2 separate regions of the Callithrix jacchus genome follow, and region 2 is linked to region 1. Evidence: chromatin contacts called from public Hi-C data. All regions are on one chromosome and are shown on one strand. The core of a region is the stretch at or near the end of the contact, and the rest is flanking DNA. Distances in the headings are between cores, read along the strand shown.

The links. Hi-C and Micro-C count contacts between places; a contact is called where the count stands out from the background.
Region 2: a contact with region 1 is called in a Hi-C map of skeletal muscle, with 2.4 times the contacts expected there. The contact joins the enhancer-like site here to the promoter of PPP1CB in region 1. A contact is called at or near these places in 2 of 3 Hi-C or Micro-C datasets (both in skeletal muscle).

The regions. Positions count from the first base shown.
Region 1 is chr14:86,291,537-86,294,305 of calJac240_pri, forward strand. PPP1CB (protein phosphatase 1 catalytic subunit beta) reads right to left here and starts at 1,273. Exons shown (of 9, transcript XM_078349615.1): 1 at 1,087-1,273; 2 at 835-973. The coding sequence starts at 886.
Region 2 is chr14:86,439,718-86,442,704 of calJac240_pri, forward strand. The region is part of intron 43 of PLB1 (phospholipase B1); the gene reads right to left. All of the region lies in intron 1 of LOC118147366 (a long non-coding RNA gene), which reads left to right. Among named protein-coding and RNA genes, the nearest start is that of PLB1, 120 kb to the right of the region's middle. Within about 2 kb of position 1,459, at least 7 of the 16 cell types and tissues checked have an H3K27ac peak or open chromatin away from gene starts, as enhancers often do. A contact at or near this core is called in skeletal muscle, where this site is marked.

The DNA.
Region 1 (2,769 bases), core at 23-2,522:
CCCCCTTACCTTCCCACCAGCATAGAACTATTCAATCAAAACACTAGGGCCCAGAAAGCTCAAATGCTGCGTAGACTTGCAGATACCTTTTGAACATAAGGCAGGCTTTAAAAATAGGTATTCACTAAGTTTGTGCAGAAATTAAGCTCTGCTCAAATCAAACGCAGAAGCCTTCAGCAAAGGCATCTCCATACTTCCCATGTCTTACGTGCATCTTCAACCTGATCACATATTTTGTCTTACAAATTTTTTTTTAGGCCAAGAAACAAATGGCGGAAAAAATTCCCGCTAATTTTATCCTCTCTTTAATAAGAATCCATTCTGTAGCATCACGTAAAAATGCAGAGCAGACGAAGCAGTCCTCATGACAGGTACATATATACACACACATAATTCACTCCCGAAACGACAAACGGAGGCAGCCAAGGGCAATGCACAAAGAGAACAGAGAAGAAACGGATTCCATCGACACAAAGCCCGGCGGCAGGCATCCTCTCTGCCACCTCGGAGGGGTCACCGGAGGCGAGAACGACGGCGCGCGGAGCCCGGCGGCCTTTCCGAAAGGCTCTTCCGTAGACCCGCTCCGCACAGCCTCCAGCCAGCGCACCTGGCCCCCAAGGGTACGCGGGGACGGCCCCCTCTCCCCCGATCGCACTCCCGGGGGCCGCTCCCCAGCGTCCAGCAGCCTCCTCGCCCCGCCAGCCGCGCCGCGCTCCCAGAGACTCGTCTCGGGGCGGGAAAGGGGTCCCGTCGCGTTTCGGCGGCGGAGGGGGACGCTAGGGGTCGGCGGCGACGCCCAGCCTCCCTCTGTGTCGCGGCCCGGCGCGCACTCACCCTCCAGCAGCCGGGTGATGAGGCTGTCCACGTTCAACTCCCCGTCCGCCATCTTGTCGGCACAGACTCTCCTTCCCGGCAGCGGGAACAAGGGCTTCTCGGCGGCGGAGGCTTCGGCGACGGCTCGGCGTTCTCTCACCTACAAGTCACGCGGCGTTTCGACCCCGGCTCCAACTCCCCCTTTTCCCGGGCCCTCCCCCCACCCCCTCCCCGCCGGGTAGCAAGAGCGCGCGCACAGTCGGAGGCACCCACGGAAAATAAATAAATAAACAAGAGGGGCCCCCACGAACAGGGCCGCGTCAGACCCAGGCCGCCACCTCCTCCTCGGCACCGCCCAACTCCGCAAAGCTCACCAGCGCCGCCGACGGCCCCACCCGCAGCGCCACTCACTCCGCACGGCCCTTGCCCGCCGCCGCGCAACGCAGTTCTCTGCGCAAGCGCGCGGCGCGCTCCTCGCCGAGGTTTGCCTCGACGCCCGGGCCGCCGCGCAGTCGCACTGGAGCGGCTTCTCCCGTCGCCGTCTTCGCGCAGGTGCGTCGCCCTCTCTCTCCATGTCCACGGCGCCAAGTCTCGCCGCGGCGGCGCAGGCGCCCGGGAGGTTCCCCGGCTTTGCAGCGCTAAGGAAACCCGGGTTACGCTGGGCGCGCTGGGGCAGGGCTGACCTTCCCATTTCTCTGCTCCACCGGCCCTGGTTTCTCCGCAGACTTGGTGGTTGCGCCCTTTCGGCCTCGCTTTTCTTTTCTTGGCTTCATCCCCTGCACCTGCAAGCAGTTCCTCGTGTTTCTTTCGTTAGCCGAGAAACGCGAACTGCAGCGTTTAGAACCCGGCTTTGCGCGTGTGGAAAGCAATAAAGGGTTACTCTGCTGGAGTTCGACATTGCAAATAAAGATCTTTATCCCCTGCGGTTCCACAAAGCTAGTTCCGCAGGCATTCTGGTTGAAGGAAGAGTTAAAGTGGGCCCTGGAGGAGTCAGCAATAATACAGTATTCATGGGTGCAGATGACTGCCTGTGTCTAGCGCTTTCTCTTATCTTAAATCTCCATCCACACCGTGGGTTTTTTTTTTTCCACGGTGTGTTTCTGTTCCTGTCTCCAGTATATTGCTTAATCGTCATCCTACCTGGTAATTATTTTTCCTTTTTTCTCCCACTCTCGACTCAGCTCCTAGGTGATAAAAACACACTAACTTACCTTTATGCCCACTGCACCCACCAAGTGTTTCCATCCCATAATACCGCCTCTAGAAAGGCAGGAGGAGAAGCAGTCAGGCTAAGGATCTAGGCAAGCCTAATCTTTTGTCCTGTTTTAGGAGGTGGCCAGCCCTTACTCATTCCACAGGTGTTTTTTTCCAGACCTGATGTTGCCCCAAGCCCGAAGCAGTGCCTCCCCAACTCATGTATCGCTTATAGTAGCTGACATTTGTTCAGATCCCTGGATGGGCTCTGGCACGGTTGTGTGTGTGTGTGTGTGTGTGGTTTTCACTCACGTTGTTTCACTCTTGTTGCCCAGATTGCGGTGCAGTGGCGCAATTTCGGCTCGCTGCAACCTCTGCCTCCTGGGTTCAAGCTATTCTCCTGCCTCAGCCTCCCTAGTAGCTGGGATTACAGGCGCCCGCCACCACGCCCAGCTAATTTTTTGTATTTTTAGTAGAGCCAGGGTTTCAGCATGTTGGCCAGGGTGGTCTTGAACCCCTGACCTCAGGTAATCCACCTCCCAAACTGCTGGGATTATAGGCGCACTGTTTTAAATATTACACCCGTGTTACTTCGTTTAACCCTTAGACAGCCCTGTGAGGTAGGTGCTATTCATATCTCTACTTTGTAGATGGGATTCATTGAGGCACAGATGGTTAAAAACCTAGCCCAAATCACACAAATAAGCAGCAGAGCTGGGATTCAAACGCAGGCATGTAGTACGAGAGTCTACATTCTTAACA
Region 2 (2,987 bases), core at 209-2,708, 150 kb after region 1:
ACCAAGTGATGAGGATCTGAGCCCCTGCAGTAGCAGTGGGAATGGGAAGGTGGGAAGAATCCTGTTAGATTCTGGGGCACTAGGAAGAATCCTATTAGATAAGGTCCCTGACATTTCATGCCTATAGAGCTTGAAAATCCCAATAACATTGACAGAAACAAAGAACTAGGGAGCAGAGAGTTTGGGAAGACAAAAAATTCGTTCCTATCTAGACATTCCTTGCTCAGAAAATTATTTTTTGAATGAATTTTAAGTTTGAGATGGCAGTGGAATCATGGCAGGATTAGATTTAGAAGCTCTGAGCATCAAAAAAATAGCAATAGGGCCGGGCGTGGTGGCTCAGGCCTGTAATCCCAGCACTTTGGGAGGCCGAGGCGGGTGGATCACTATGTCAAGAGATCGAGACCATCTGGTCAACATGGTGAAACCCCATCTCTACTAAAAATACAAAAAATTAGCTGGGCATAGTGGTGTGTGCCTGTAATCCCAGCTACTCAGGACGCTGAGGCAGGAGAATTGCCTGAACCCAGGAGGTGGAGGTTGCAGTGAACTGAGATCGCGCCGTTGCACTCCAGCCTGGGTAACAAGAGCAAAACTCCGTCTCAAAAAAAAAAAAAGAAAAAAAAAAGATAGCAATGCCCCTTATATGTAATTCAGTATAGAAATACTGGTAAACCACAAATGATGTTTAAAGGAATTTATCAAACTCCTGCTTTTTCTCATGAGAAAAGATTGGGTGTGATACATGAACTTATTTCAGCCCCCCTCCTGCTTGATCATACATTAATCTGCCTTTTGGGTAACCTTGTACCCTATAGAGCATTCCAGGGGAAACGTATTTTAAAGGTCAGAAATATAGGATTGGAGTTTGGGAAAGAAGAAATGAAGACACAGCCTGAGAGACCGAGGAATCCGGCACTCAGACATTTCATGGGAAATCCTGGAAATGGATAAATCTGAGTGAGAGGATGTGGAGACACAGAAAAGAAAGCAGAGGCCAGGCACAGTGGCCCATACCTGTAATCCCAGCACTCTAGAAGGCCGAGGCTGCTGGATCACCTGAGTCCAGAGTTCAAAACCAGCCTGGGCAACATGGCAAGACCCCACCTCTACACTAAAACAACAACAACAACCCCCAAATTAGTTGGGTATGGTGATACATGCCTGTAGTCCCAGCTACTCGGGAGGCTGAAGTGGGAAGATGGCTTGAGCCTAGGGCTTCAAGGCTGCAGTGAGCTATGATTGCACCACTGCACTTCCAGCCTGGGAGACAGAGCAAGATCCTGTTTCAAAAAGAGAGTAAAAAAGGAAAGAAAATAGAACGGAGACATGAAAATTGAAGAATGTCTCCATTTTCAAGGCTGAGAAAAGGGAGGAGGAGGGCATTAAAGGCAGCTACCAGAAGACCAGAAAAATCAAGGTAATTTAGCGTCCACAAACCCAGGAAGGAGTGGGCTGCAAGGGGGAGGTAGTGGCCTTTGACAAGTACTTCAGAGAGGCCAAGAAGAACGAAAGCTGCAAAAAGGACCAGGCGTTCAGCCAGCTGCCCTAGGGTTAGGAAAGGAGTGGGCAGAGAGCCCATGAAGGCAGGAAGGGTATAGGCTCAGTCCACAGAATGGCTGTGAAAGAATTTGTCCAACTGGAAAGTACCACAGAAATCCGTGGAGTGCTGTGAAGTCACCCTTCCTGGCACGCAGAAGTCTGAGCAGTTAGACTGAGGATGGGAGAAGGGAGGAGGCCAGGAAAGCTCATGCTCACAAGCATCTCGGCCTCCTGCCTCCCGCCCCCCACTGCGTTCTGCCTGTCGCCTGTTGCGTCTATGTTTAGACACATCTAGGACAAAAATATGTGCTGCCTGGCCCCTGTCAGCTCACACTGAGATACTGGTGGACTTTTATTATCGCTCTAAGGCACATGGGAGGGAGCAGATGGGACCTGGGGAATGCAGAATGCTCAGAACACAGTGAAGTTGGGCTGGCCAACAGATGGACCCTTTCAGAATGGGCTCCAGGGTTGCTTAGCAACAGCCTCACCCAGGCTGGGCTTCTACTGGTTCCACAAGGCTGGATCTGCTCACCTCTGCACATGCAGTGACTCAATCGGGCTCTGTCTAGAAGGGAGGCACTGAGCCCACTATGGCTTAAGATGCTGCTGGGTGGAGCAGCGTCCTTTTTGGGGGTCTCTGCCTGATCTGGGGCAGAGCCTGGAAGAGGTTGCCTTGAAGCCCGTAGTGACAGGCCTCTCCCTGACCCAGTGCCTAGGCTCCAACTCAGTACTCAATACATGTTCGTTGAAAGAAATTGCAAACGATGGCTGCTTTTGTTATGTAATAGAAGGGGAATGGACAGTTTGGAAAGGGTCTTCCATGACTGATGTTCGGTATGGCTATATGAGCTGTTAAAATACTGAAATACCTACAGTATGGCTTACTGTGGGTATTTGAGTCCCCAAATGCTCCCATTATCCAAGTTCCCTGGCTTCTCCCCTCGAACCCCCTGGACATCCTTATGAAAGCAGGTAAAGAGTTTACACCTGGCACAGTAGGGGCCTCCAGGGTTTTGCTGCAGCCCTTTGCCCAGCATCTGACCATCTGTGCTGGAGGCATCCGTGTTGTAGAAGTTGTTGCAGAATCTGACAATCTCCTTAGCTCCAAGCACAAGACCCAGCAATTGAGCCCTCTGCTACGACCATCTCCATTTCTCATCCCTTCCGCCTGCCAGTCTTGTCCTCCTGATGGGGCTGGTGACACACAGACTGAGCCTGAGCCCAAGACTGGGGTAGGGCAGGCAGCAGACAGAGAGCATGGATGTGAACAGGGGTGCCCGCTCTCTCAGAATTCCCTGCAGACCTGCAGGGGGCTGCAGGTCCATTCCCCATCAGGGAGGGTGGGAGAGGGTGGTGTGGCCAACCTAGGAGGGAAACAGCCTCCCAGATTGGGTCGGGCCTTCTGCTTTTACTGCTGCTGAAGGCTCTCCGGCCTTGGCCTT